Linked DNA regions of Mus musculus: region 1 is linked to region 2. Evidence: chromatin contacts called from public HiChIP or PLAC-seq data. All regions are on one chromosome and are shown on one strand. Each heading gives the region's core, a stretch centred on a gene start, on an enhancer-like site or on the middle of the called end of the contact. The rest is flanking DNA. Distances are from core to core; before and after follow the strand shown.

What was found. HiChIP or PLAC-seq counts read pairs in DNA pulled down with a chosen protein or histone mark.
Region 1: a contact with region 2 is called in a BATF HiChIP or PLAC-seq map of CD8 T cells, with 7 read pairs. The contact joins two enhancer-like sites. A contact is called at or near these places in 1 of 484 Hi-C or Micro-C datasets (nephron progenitors) and 4 of 115 datasets of contacts at active chromatin or transcription factors (CD8 T cells, bone marrow-derived macrophages, microglia and 1 more).

The regions. Positions count from the first base shown.
Region 1 is chr10:119,024,073-119,030,590 of GRCm38.p6, forward strand. Gm33677 (predicted gene, 33677) reads right to left here. Exons shown (of 4, transcript NR_152787.1): 4 at 4,218-6,518. Among named protein-coding and RNA genes, the nearest start is that of Gm33624, 20 kb to the left of the region's middle. Within about 2 kb of position 4,654, at least 37 of the 459 cell types and tissues checked have an H3K27ac peak or open chromatin away from gene starts, as enhancers often do. A contact at or near this core is called in CD8 T cells, where this site is marked.
Region 2 is chr10:118,813,855-118,819,962 of GRCm38.p6, forward strand. No RefSeq gene overlaps it. Among named protein-coding and RNA genes, the nearest start is that of Gm33481, 25 kb to the left of the region's middle. Within about 2 kb of position 2,892, at least 14 of the 459 cell types and tissues checked have an H3K27ac peak or open chromatin away from gene starts, as enhancers often do. A contact at or near this core is called in CD8 T cells, where this site is marked.

The DNA.
Region 1 (6,518 bases), core at 3,404-5,903, 210 kb after region 2:
AGACAGAGAAAGACAGAGATACAGAGTCAGAGAAACAGAAAACAAAGTTCTTTTGTTTTGTTTTCAGAAAACTAGAGCAATGACAAAGAACCTAGTCTCAGTGTGGACAGGCATCCTGAACTGCTTGCTTGAGCCAGCTGCCTGCAGAAGAATGCTACTCTTGGCCTTAAAACAAAAGAAAGCAAGTGTGGGGAATTTTGAGAGCACTGAAAATGAGTTCTGGAGACAGTAAGATTTCTCTAATAAATCAATCAAAGATGTTTTAGAAATCTGCAGCGTGGGACACACCACTAGAAATCGTGGGGACGGTGGTGACTCCTGACTGCACCTTGGCACTTTCGAGCCTGGAGTGGTAGAGATGTGCAATCCCGTGTGAGGCATGTCTTCCCCCGCCTAAGGAGATAATAACCTGGGGAGTTAGGAAAGGCACATACACTGCCTGATAAAAAACAAGTCGGATGATTATAAGAGCTATAAGGAGAGTAATAAATTATGACTGACAAGCAGCACGTCCCATAAAGGAAGTGTAATTCACAATGCACTTTGAACCTTTGATAGGAGGAGGTGTGAGGGAGTCACCTCAAGCAGAGAAACGTCACGCACAGAAGCCGGAAATGGCAGGCTGCAGCACGTGTTCAAAGCACGTGGACCTCTCTTGCTTCTGCCTATTCAAAGTTCACCCTCTATTCTCCTGGTGATAAGAACAATATTCCTTTAGGAAATTCTACCTGGTTTTCATGTCTTGCTTCTAAAATCAAATACAGCCTGTTTGTTGGCCATGCCCTGACCTGTATCACTGGATGAAGTCACTCGTTTAGAGTTGAGCACCGGGCTCAGGTCAGCCTGAGCAGTAACACACATTGCAGTTGATTCCCCACCATCTTGTGCTTCTCCACTGGAGTCCTTCTCTTTCCAAGAAAGTGGCAAAGCCTGGGTTTTCATGTGATTCTGTAACTAGAGTGGCTGTCAGGAAGACAGGCCAGAGCATCGCCCAGTGGCTCTTGTCTTGATACAGCGACAACACATTTGCATTTGGCTTACCCTGTCCAAATCACTTTCTGACGCCCGTAACAACAAGAATCACACCACACAGCTGAGAGCAGCCCGGAGAGAACCTTGACACATCGTCAACACATTTATTCTGTAACCAAGAAAGAGGGTCACAGGAGACTTTAGGAAAGTGGTGGGTTTGGACATGGCCTAACAGACACACTGCTGTAGGCAGGGAGACCAGTGAGAGAGGGTCACAAATCAACCCCAGCGGTGAGAACTGTCAGCGTTTCGTTATGAGGTCCAGAGACTACACCGCTGTCCTTTCTGAAGCTTGCTGTGCAATAAGCCCTGGGCTAAGCTCCTCACACCCAGTCACTCGCTTGCTACTCACGCAACAATAAATAAGATCCTCTTATTCATATTAACATTTACTTCATTCCATAAAGAAATCCCATTTTGTAGAAGCTGTAATTAGGTGTTAGCAGGTTAATAAATTCCCAATACTCCACAACCAGCCAAATAACATAACAGAACTAAGATAAAATAGACAGCAAGCCATTTCCAAGTGTCTGTGATATATATATATGTATATATGTGTGTGTGTATATACAACATATGTATATATTATGCATATCTACTTTGTTTTGCTTATAGGTATATATATGCATACTATATGTATGGCTGGTGCCCAAGGAAGGCAGAAGAGAGTATCAGGTCCCCTGAAACTGGAGTAATAGAGGCGTATGAGTCACCATTTAGGTGCCGAGAATCTAACCTGGTTCCTCTGCAAGAGCAATGAGAGACAGACACTATTCTTAAACAGGGCAGTTGCCAGCACCACAGACTTCCACATGCTCTCCCATGTGTGCCCGTCCCACCTCCCCCTCTGGAATGCCTGTGTGTAGAGTTCATTCTTTGGTTTAGAGAACGTCGGAGAATATTGTTTCTAGAGCACCCCACCACCACCATTGTACAGTACTTACGTAACAGAAGGGGACATTGATGCTCTGGACCAGGAACAGAACCTTAAAGGCAGGTAGATTTGGAATAAATAAGCCTTAGAGAAAACTATTCAGAAAAATGTCCCATCTCCATGGTGTTGGCAGAGGGTCACACAGTGTGGGTGAGGGAGGAAGAGAACAGAGAAAAACCCTTAACAAAAGCCCCACGTCTCCTTCGGAACGCAGATCTCTATGCAAATGTCCAAAAGCGCACCCATGCGCACTTCCATAAATGACCACTGCCTGCCCTGTTTCAGCCAGTCCTCAGATACAGGGAGATGAAGTCAGGCCTCCCAAGAACTGTCACCGTGGAGTCCCTTCTCTCTGCCAGACCTTCCCACAGCCCCAGATGGTCTAGTTTCTCCTTCCCTGTCGCTTCCTGAGGGTGTGGGAGAAAGAAACGAATTAGAAGAGAAGCAACTAGCAAAAGAATTTTCCAGGACTAGCCCAGCAGGGCAGGTGCCAAACAGACCCAGGGTGGTGCGTGGCAGAAATGGCTTGGTGCCTGTGCTTCCTTGGTGCCCAACTTCTCCTGGTAGTGTCACCAAACTGCAGCTTACCACAGTCTCTGATTCTCCTGGAGAGTCTGTCTACAAAACACTGCATGGGAACAAATGATCCATCAGACCCTCCTGGGTGACACAGGGGATTGTGCTAATGGTAGCATTTCCAGGAAAGAACTTCACACGGGGGCAAATCCATGCTTTACCGGTCATTCACTAATTTGTTTATTAAATATCAATTGAGAAACTGTAACATGGCAGTTCTCAACCATGCTGATGCTGTGACCCCTTGATACAGTTCCTCATGTCGTGGTGATTCCCAACCATAAAATTATTTTTGTTGCTACCTCTTACCTATAATTTTACTGCTGTTGTGAGTCGTAATGTAGATATCAGATATGTAGGATACCTGATACGCAATCCCCAAAGGGGTCACAACCCACAGGTTGTAATGTGCCTGAGGCTTTTCTTGGTAGTGTGGGTAGGGTACCAGACTGCTAGCTCCTGGTGAGAATGATGAGCAATAAACAAATCAATAACCATAGAATTAGTGACTGAGAGAGAACAGGGGGGAGGCAGAAGAAAAAGGGTCGGAGGAGGAGTGGGGAGGAAAAGGAAAGATAAATCTCATTAAAGGTAGGGAGAGAGTAGGAGGCACTGACAGGAAGAAGTGAATATCAAGCCAAAGCTCAAGGAAGAGGAAGGAGGAGGAGGAACCGTCTTCAGTATGGTGAGGCTAAGCCCACCCACATGGCTGGTGGAGAGAGTCAGAGAGATGCCAGAGAGTCAGAGGGAGCAGCAGTCAACAAGACTGTATCTATGTCCTTTCTTTAGGATGCTGGCAAGCCACAGAAGGGTTTTGCATGGCAGTGTGAGCTGAGGTGTGGGCTGTACTTTAGAAAATGCTTGAGGCAAAAGCAAAGGAAGAAAACAAGAGAAGCAGGACCAGTTAGTGCAGGCAGCAGAGGGTGGCCAGGCCCCAGGAGATGGTCACAGGAGTGTGGAGGAGGCAGAGGACTTGAGATATATTTGGAATTCAGAGCCCTTCCTCTCACTTCGCAGCTGTACAGTGGACACTCTGGGGGCTGTGCTCTTTGTGCGCTCGTGTCTGGGTTCTGCCTCACAGCGGTGATGGACAGCTCCCAGGGGCTGCAGCCCTCTCCTGGGTTTCTCCCATCTGGAAGATGTCTTCTTGTCCACAGATAAGCATGGTCTGGAGTGCCAGCTGGAGGAATCTGTTTCAGGAGGAACGACCAACAGTGGGGCACTGGTGTTGGAGGGACATGTGTCCCAGGGCCCTGTCATGGAGATAAGGGTTCTAAAACTATTCTAGATACAGTCCCTGGCATTGCTTACTGTTTGTCCTTCTCAATGGACATTTAAATTTACTATCTGACTTCCACTACCACAAAAGTCTCAGACACGTCATAGTGTTTCCCTCTCCCCGCACCCTCCCTGACTTGGCCTAATCGATTGCTTACCTCTCTATTGTGAGGAAACTGTCTTTCTCCCATGGCTGGTAAAGGAAATGCCAGAATCTTCATATAACAGTCTCTTCTTTTCTGTCATGAATTGGTCGATTTATAACAAGGAACAAGCTTTCCCCTCAGCTCCTCTCAAACAGTCATTACCCAACTGCACTTGGAAGATTAGCCTGGCTTATGGAAAGTCAACTGGAGAATAATTGTACAGTAAAAGGAAGACACTTAGAGATCTCTTTCGGGAAAGCAATCAAGGTTTAATCTCAAACTACATAGATGGCTCCGTAATGGACCAGAATAGATGCCAATGGTTTCATAGACGGTAAATAGACAAGGATATGTCTGGGTGATAATTCAACAAAAGGGTCCACGCTTAAGTGAATTTGGCGAGAATCCCCTAAAGTGCTGCTGGATCCTGTATGTTCTTTGTTAGAAGTGACTATAGATTAAAGAGATGTGAGACAAGTGTAAGGCAGAAGACTTCTTTAAGTCAAAATAGACATTTTAGTAACTGGGCTTTGAATACATCCTCCCTCCTCTGACATCATCTAACATTTGACAGCTGTGAATAAATATGACATAAGCCAATGGAAATGCTTAATAATATAGGAACCGAAAGAATACAGGGGAAGCTGAGGCATCCTAGCTTCAGCTCCTCTGACAGTCCAGCCCCCATCCTGTCCCCCTTCTTCCTGACACCCTGCACCTACAGTATCTCACAGCCCAGGCAGGCTTGTTACTGACACCCTAGGGGCTATCCAGGCAGGGTTTAACCCTGGGTTGTGAGGTTGCATCTCTGTGCACCTGGGTAAACTTCAGTATGAATGGCTATGGGATGGGAGTGATTCACCCTAACAGGGTTATTCCAGGGTTAAGTGGGCTAACAAAAGCAGAAGTAGGGCCACCACTCAGGAAAACACCATTTGTCTATTATCTCTACCTCGCCAAAGAAGCATCAGACAGCTAGAGGCCAAGAAAGAAAAAGAAGAGGGTGGGGCATGACACCCGGGGAAGGGTGTCCTGGAGTAACTAAACCTTTGCTGTCTGAATAAGGCTGCTGGTCAAGCAGTGTACCCAATGGGCTGGCCAGCTGGCCTCAGTTTGGAAGGGCAGGAGCTAATAACTCTACCTGTTAATACACTGGGAGTACCGCCCCTGCCTCAGCAGTTCAACCACTGCGAGTCACAAGGCACACATCTCTGCTGATCTTTAACAAATCAGTGTAACAACTCACATCAAAGGCCAAGAAACTGTTAATATTCTGTCTCCATCTGGGCAATTTATTCCAACACACACACAAAAGAAATTTGCCAGAGACACACTGACATTCCCAGAAACGGTACCACTGAAGATAAGAAGCCAGCAAGTAGCAGCCAGCGGCATGGGGATGGAAAAATCAGCAACCCCCTCCCCCCATTTTCTTTGAGAAGGTGATAAACTATTGGATTATAAATATGAATGCTGGAAACCTCTAAAAACGAGTGCTTGTGGTTAAAAAGAAACCCTCATTGGAAGGGTTGTAAATTTGATATGTAAGTTACAGATGGTTTGGAACAACAGAACATGCCAGAACATGGTGGAACTATTCATTTAATTTTTAAAGTGTTAGGATATATTTACTATATATTATTCTAAAAATTAAAAGAGGTTTGAACTTGAGAAGCAAAGCATCTCTCTCAAAGCCTCAGGTTCAGAGACACCGGGTAGCACAGAAAACTACCCCAAAGACTTATCTCTTTCTTACAAGTACTATCAGCCCGCCTGGAGTTTATGTGCAGATTATACACCATCTCCCCGCATAGAAACACACGCTTCCAATAACGTAAACGTTTCCTGTGTACTGAGATCTGTTCAAAACCTTCACAGCCAGCACTGGAGGCCAGTTATCTTAGCAGTCTTGCCAAGGGGCTGCAGCTATGGACCAAGATATTGATTATTTTAAACATCATGTTGGCAAGAGTCAAAACCCTGGCCATTGAGTGAAATGTGATCTGCGTAAAAGGCAGTTTGGCAAAATGCAAACTAGCACTCTCTCCTTCTGACATCAGCAAGCCATCGGCTTTCTAAGCATTTTCTTCATGCCCAAAACTATATTTAGATTAAAGCAAGAAAGATATCACACCCAAGATCCCAAAAAGAAAAGTTTGAGATATGAGTCTCAGATATGGAAGAAAGAAGCTTTTCCAAACCATGTGTCCTGTCCCCTCACTGAGACAGCGACACTGGATCCCTAGCAAAGGCGTGAGATACTTCTCCATAGATGGTGCAGCATGGTCCACAGGCACCAGAGCCAGAATCCTGGGCCACCACAGCGACTGCTCTTGGTAGCTGTATTATGCCCACTTGTGTGGAAGAACCCAGGATGGATCCTAGGCACCCCATAAGAGCAATGTGTCTTTCCAAGAAGACTGGTAACACGAGAGAACATTCCAGAGCACAGAAGATATCTTCTGTACAGGTTAGTCTTCTCCTTCAGCTCCATGTGCTCAGGGCCTGACTTTGGATCAATCCCCTGGAGATATTTGAGCAGTCAGACCATT
Region 2 (6,108 bases), core at 1,642-4,141:
AGTTGACCGTGGAATCCACCCATCAGGGCAACATACACATCCTGCATGTGTCCTCCAGGCACTCACAGGGCCTGTAATTTCCCTCATCTCCCCACTGCTTTCTGACACTTCTTACTAGAAGTTGCAGGAAATGTTAGATGAGCCTCAAAGCCTTTTAAGTCTAAAGTTTTCTATAGACCACAGTGACTTGCTTCTCATCCAACCTTCAAATTTTCTGTCACAAGACAGTCTTTCCCTATTCAAGTTTCACCATGATTTTTATTTCTGTTTATCACTGTGTCACAAAGGACCATATACTTAGAAGTTTCTGAAATCTGTTTATTAGTTCAAAGCCTTATAGGTCTGATGCCCAACATGGGCTGGGCATGGTGCATATGCCTTTAATCAGGAGACAGAGGCAGACAGACCTCTGAATTCAAGGCTACAAAATGAGATTAAGGACAGCCAGAGTGACACAAAGAAACCCTGTCTCTAGAAAGAAAGACAAACAACAACAAAGAAAAAGAAGAGGAAGAGAAGGAAGAGGAAGTAGAAGAAAGAAGAGGAAGCAGACGAAAGAAAGGAGGAGGAGGAGGGGAAGAAGAGGAGGAAGGGGAAGGGGAGAAGGAAGAGGAGGAGGAGGAAGAGGAAGAAGAAGAAGAAGAAGAAGAAGAAGAAGAAGAAGAAGAAGAAGAAGAAGAAGAAGAAGAAGAAGAAGAAGAAGAAGAAGAAGAAGAAGAAGAAGAAGAAGAAGTCCTTCAACATTATGTCACTTGGTTCTCAATTCAAAAGAAGAAAAACAAATTGCCAGTTGTCTTAGCTCAGGTTTTTATTGTTGTGAAGAGACACTATGACTAAGGCAAATTCTATAAAGACAAACATTTAATTTGGACTTACTTTATGTTTCAGAGGTTCAGTCCATTATCATTGTGGGAAGCATGGCAGCTTCCAGGCAGGCATGGTGCTGGAAGAGGAGCTGAGAGTTCTACATCTTGACTCACAAGCAGCAGAAGACTGTGTTCCACACTAGTCAGAGTTTGAGCATGTATGACCTCATTTCAATGCCCGTTCAAGCCACCACAGCAGCTGAGCCAATTTCTCTTCTGCAGGCTCCAAGATGGAACTTCCAACACCCTGCAAGTTCTTGGCAGAACTCAGTGCCTTACAGTTATGAGAGTCTCACTGCCTTGATGGCTGTTGACTTGGTCCTTCCTCTTGTTGACTTGGTCCTTCCTCTTGTTGACTTGGTCCTTCCTCTTGTTGACTTGGTCCTTCCTCTTGTTGAGTGTTCCCCTTCATCTCCAAGTCAGCTCCCCTGCACCCTTCAGATCTCTCTGGGATGTATCTCTAGCTAGAAGAGACATCTGTTAAAATGTCTCCTCTCATGAACTGAGGTCCAAAGGAAAATCTCCTATCTTCTGATTGGCTCTTAATCAAGCATCAAGTGTTGGTTTCTTGGGGTCTCCCTCAACCTAACCAGCTCTAGGAAACATAGTGTTTAACAACCTTGAATTCACTGCCTGCAGGAAAACGTTCCTAGGCAAAGATTTCCTAAGACACAGAAGCAAAACCCCAAAGGGCTAAAAAAATATTGATCAGTTGGGCTTCACTGATTTTAGAGCTTTAGATCTTCAGGGCCATTAACAGGAGCAAGCTAAGGTCTAGACTGGAAAACAAGATCATGAATGTATATATATGATGACTATATAGAGAATGCATTCAAATCAAAAAATTTTTAAAAGAAGACATCAACATGAAGATGAGCATATAGACACACACACACCCACAAGAGACCATACCTGAATAGAAAATAATCATATGAAAATGTGTCAGATTTATTTAGTCTTTGGGGAAATGGGTTAACAATCATAATGAAGAAGCTTCAATATGCCTTTCCAATGGGGAAAACAAGAGAAGCTAGAGGAATCAGAACTCCCATACCCAATAAAACTGAATAACCCATGCCCACAGCCCAAAGGTTCCACTCATAAGTTTGCCCCGAACAGAACTGCACTTAGGTAGCCAACAAATGGCAAGTGCATGGATGTTAAGTGAGGTACTAGTTGCAATATGCCCCCAAGAAACAACTCAAATATCCATTTATAGAATGTATATGAAAGTCACTGCATACTTCCATACAGTGGGTAGCATACAATGATAACATGGTCAAACTATCATTGCATACAAAACAAAATAACTCACAAGTAATGTTGAGTGAAGAGTGTCAGTCATAGAGGAACACACTAAAATCCTTTTGCTCAGCATATACATCTATAAACATACCAAAGTTATTGTGTGGGTTTAGAAGTACGAGTTCTTCTCACTCTGACTGGGATGAGATCATCAAAGGTATAAGGGACACAGACACACCTGGGGTCCTGATTATTAATCTGGGTAAGAATTCCATGCATGTGTTCATTTTGCGAAAATGAATTGAGCTTACGATTTGCATCCTTTCCACACTTGCTTCACATTTCAAGAAAAAGCTCACGTGGTAAGAGATTAAAAAAATCCATGTAGCTAATATCTTTCTTAGCCATAAGCGCAGAACCACATTGATTTGTTCTGTGCAACTTCAGCCGCCCCTAGACAGTGTCTTACACACACTGCTTCTTGTTCAACCGTTGATTAATGAATTTCAAGAGAGTTTTAAAAATCTGTTACTTGTCTTCCTTTGTGGGTTTCCTTGTACGGTGTTTTGCCAACGATTGTTAGCTGCTACAGGGCACTTGGTTCTGGGAGATTACCTTGTAGAGGGGAAAATGGAGACCAACATACTAAAAGACCTTCTATTCGTTTTCCATCACTGTGGCAAAATGCCTTAGAAACTTAAAGGAGGGAAGGGCTCTTTTGGCTCATGGTTCCTTGGGCATGAGTTTCTGGCCACAGGTCTGCTACTTCTGGGTCTGTGGTGACATACACACCCCCGGTTTTGTTACCATATCCTGCTCAACCACATAGGATGTGCAACCATGTGTTGAGCCCTCTGAAAGCATGATGCAAAATCCTCCCCTCATCCATTGCTTCTGCCTGGTCCTTTTCACCGTGAAGAGACAGTAACCAACATAGATAATCTGACGTGAAAATTCTAATACCCTAGTGGCTTACGATTGTCGTGCACAGTGGAAGGAATTCATAATCTTAGCCAGAGCTCATATAAAAGACATGCAATCCAGGAATTTTATTTACAAGCCATAAACTAGATTGAGTAGGTCTGGTTAGAGGTATGCTAACTTATTTTCTAGCTACAGAGTCCCTTGTTACTTGCTGTTTCGTCTGGCTACATACATGCATGTGATCCATCTCCTCTCACGGTGGCCTCCTCCACCTCCATCTTCTTTCCTTTTCTTCTCCCTCCCTCTGCCACCTGCCTCACTGGATCTTCAACTCCCGCCTTTCTTCCTCCACTGCCCAATCACAGGCTCCAGCCTTTAATTGATCAGTTAAATTGGGAGCAAGGTTCACATAGCATCGCTTACTTGGTGTGCAGTTAATTTGGGAGCAAGGTTCACATAGCATCGCTTACTTGGTGTGCAGTTAAATTGGGAGCAAGGTTCACATAGCATCGCTTACTTGGTGTGCATCCCTGAGGATCTCCTTGTCAGAGGGCAACCAAATCTTGGGGGCTGATATTTAGCATTACAATCCATAGCAACAGACCAGCCCTCAACAGTGGACCGTTTATCTCTCTGTGGAGGTAAACGATGTGAGATAGATTCTTGTCTAGACTCAGACTTTCCTAAGTTGTCAAAACTTCATTCATATTTAACCACATTTGTTCTGTTGTTGTCCATGTTTTGTTTTGGTTTTTGGTGTGTGTGTGTGTATGTGGTATATGAGTGTATGTGTGTGCACACACATGCATGCACACATGCATGCATTGGTGTTGGTACATGCATCCTTGCATGATCATCTAGAAGACAGCAGTCACATCGGTGTCTTCCTCAATTACTCTCCACCTTACTTTGGGGGACAGGCTCTGTCACTAAGCCTGGCACTCACCAAGTGGCCAGACTGACTGACCAGTGAGCTCCCAGGATTCTCCTTTTCTTCCTCCCCGTTGTATGTGGGTAACGAGTCTCCCAACTCAGGTCGTCCGGCTTGCTCAGGAGGACCTCCATGCTACATCTCCAGCCCTTGAGCCTGTGACGTTGAAAGCATTGATCTTTGTTGAATCTGCTCACAGCAGAACGTAGATGTTTAGTCACAGTCTTCGAACTCTTGTGCACTGCCAGAATCCCTCAGATTTTCATGACAACCAATGGGGTTTCCTCTCAAATGATGTTACTAATAGGGAAGCTGGGGCCAAGGGAAGTTTTATAATTAGAATGGGGAATTCGGCGGCCGTCTTTCAATGTCTACATATGAGTGTAATCATACCATCTCCTGACCTCAGCCCTTAATACACACTTGGAAAATATTTACGGAAGAAATATAAATGTACCATTCAATCATTGGTCCCTTCTCCCTGGGGTCAGGAGAGGAACGCAGCCATCTGAGCTGATGAGAAGCTGCCGTGAGCCAGGAGAAAAGAAAGAGGAGCTCTCTGCCAGCTTTCTGGTTTAGACAGGACCTCAGGTAGATCTTTGGTATCGGTCCCTAATTAGATTGCGTGCAATGGCATTTGCTCAGAGTGTCGGTGAGGCCATCTGTCCACTGCTTGCCACACACCCCATATCAATGCTGTAAACTGTTGGAAAGGTAAAAATCATGCTCTGCACTTACTTGAATGGACATGCTAAAGTCACTCATTTCTTAAACATACATTATCTTGGTTTTCATCTTGCTTTGGCATTTTTTTCTTACATTTTTACTCCCCCCAAACCCCAAGTGTTTCTCTGTATATCCCTGGCTGTCTTAGACTTGCTTTGTAGACCTGGCTGGCCTTGAACTCAGATTCACCTGACTCTGCCTCCTGAGTGCTGGGATTAAAGGCGAATGCCACCATGCCCAGGAGATTTCTTTACTTTTTACCATGCCAGAAAGGTTGTGTGTGTCTGTGTCCATGTCTGTGTGTGTGTGTGTTTCCGTGTATGTTCCAGAAACGGTGTGTGTGTGTGTGTGTGTGTGTCTGTGTATATCTGTGTGTGTTCCAGAAAGGGTGTGTGTGTGTATGTGTGTGTGTGTGTGAGTGTATTGTTTCTGTGTGTGTTCCAGAAAGGGTGTGTGTGTCTGCGTCCATGTCTGTGTGTCTGTGTGTGTTTCCATGTGTGTTCCAGAAAGAGTGTGTGTGTGTGTGTGTGTGTTCCAGAAACGGTGTGTGTGTGGCTGTGTTTATGTGTCTGTGTATATCTGTGTGTGTTCCAGAAACAGTGTGTGTGTGGCTGTGTGTATGTGTCTGTGTATATCTGGGTGTGTTCCAGAAACGGGGTGTGTGTGTGTGTGTGTGTGTGTGTGTGTGTGTGTATTGTTTCTGTGTGTGTTCCAGAAAGGGTGTGTGTGTCCATGTGTATTCCAGAAAGAGTGTGTGTGTGTGTGTGTGTGTGTGTGTGTGTGTGTGTGTGTACAGTTGATGTACATGTGTGTGTGAAGGCCTGATCTTTACCTAGGCAGCCACTCCTCAGAAGCCTTGTTTCTTGAAGGAGGCTCGTTGGCCATCTTAGGGCTCTCCAGATGGGCTGGCCAGTGAGTTCCAGGGGTCCACCATCTTTGCCTTTCTTTTGCTAGGGTCACAAACACTCATGACCTCTCCTGGGCTCTTGAAATAGGTCCTGGGGATCAAACTCAGGTCGTCCTGCTTGTATAGCACAGCAAGTACTGTGCGTGTGCGTGTGCGTGTGTGTAAGCAGCAGGTGTCAACTTTCTTACTCACTCTCCACCTTATTTTTTGAGACAGAACGTGAAACTCATTGATTGGCTAGCCTGGCTGGCCAGTGAGTCCCAGGGATCCCCCTGTCTCTGCCCATGTCACCACACCCAGATTTTAATGTGGGTGCTAGAAAGCCAAACTCAGGGCCTCACGCAAGTACTTTATAGGTTGAGCCATGTCCCCAAACTCCCACCCAAGGTATTTTTAAGACTGAAAAGTGACAGCAGCACTTTGATATTGGAGTGTCTGACTTCTGAGAATCTGTTTCTGCACACACAGCAAGATATCACTCTTCCCTCATCTGCACAACTACTGCTCTA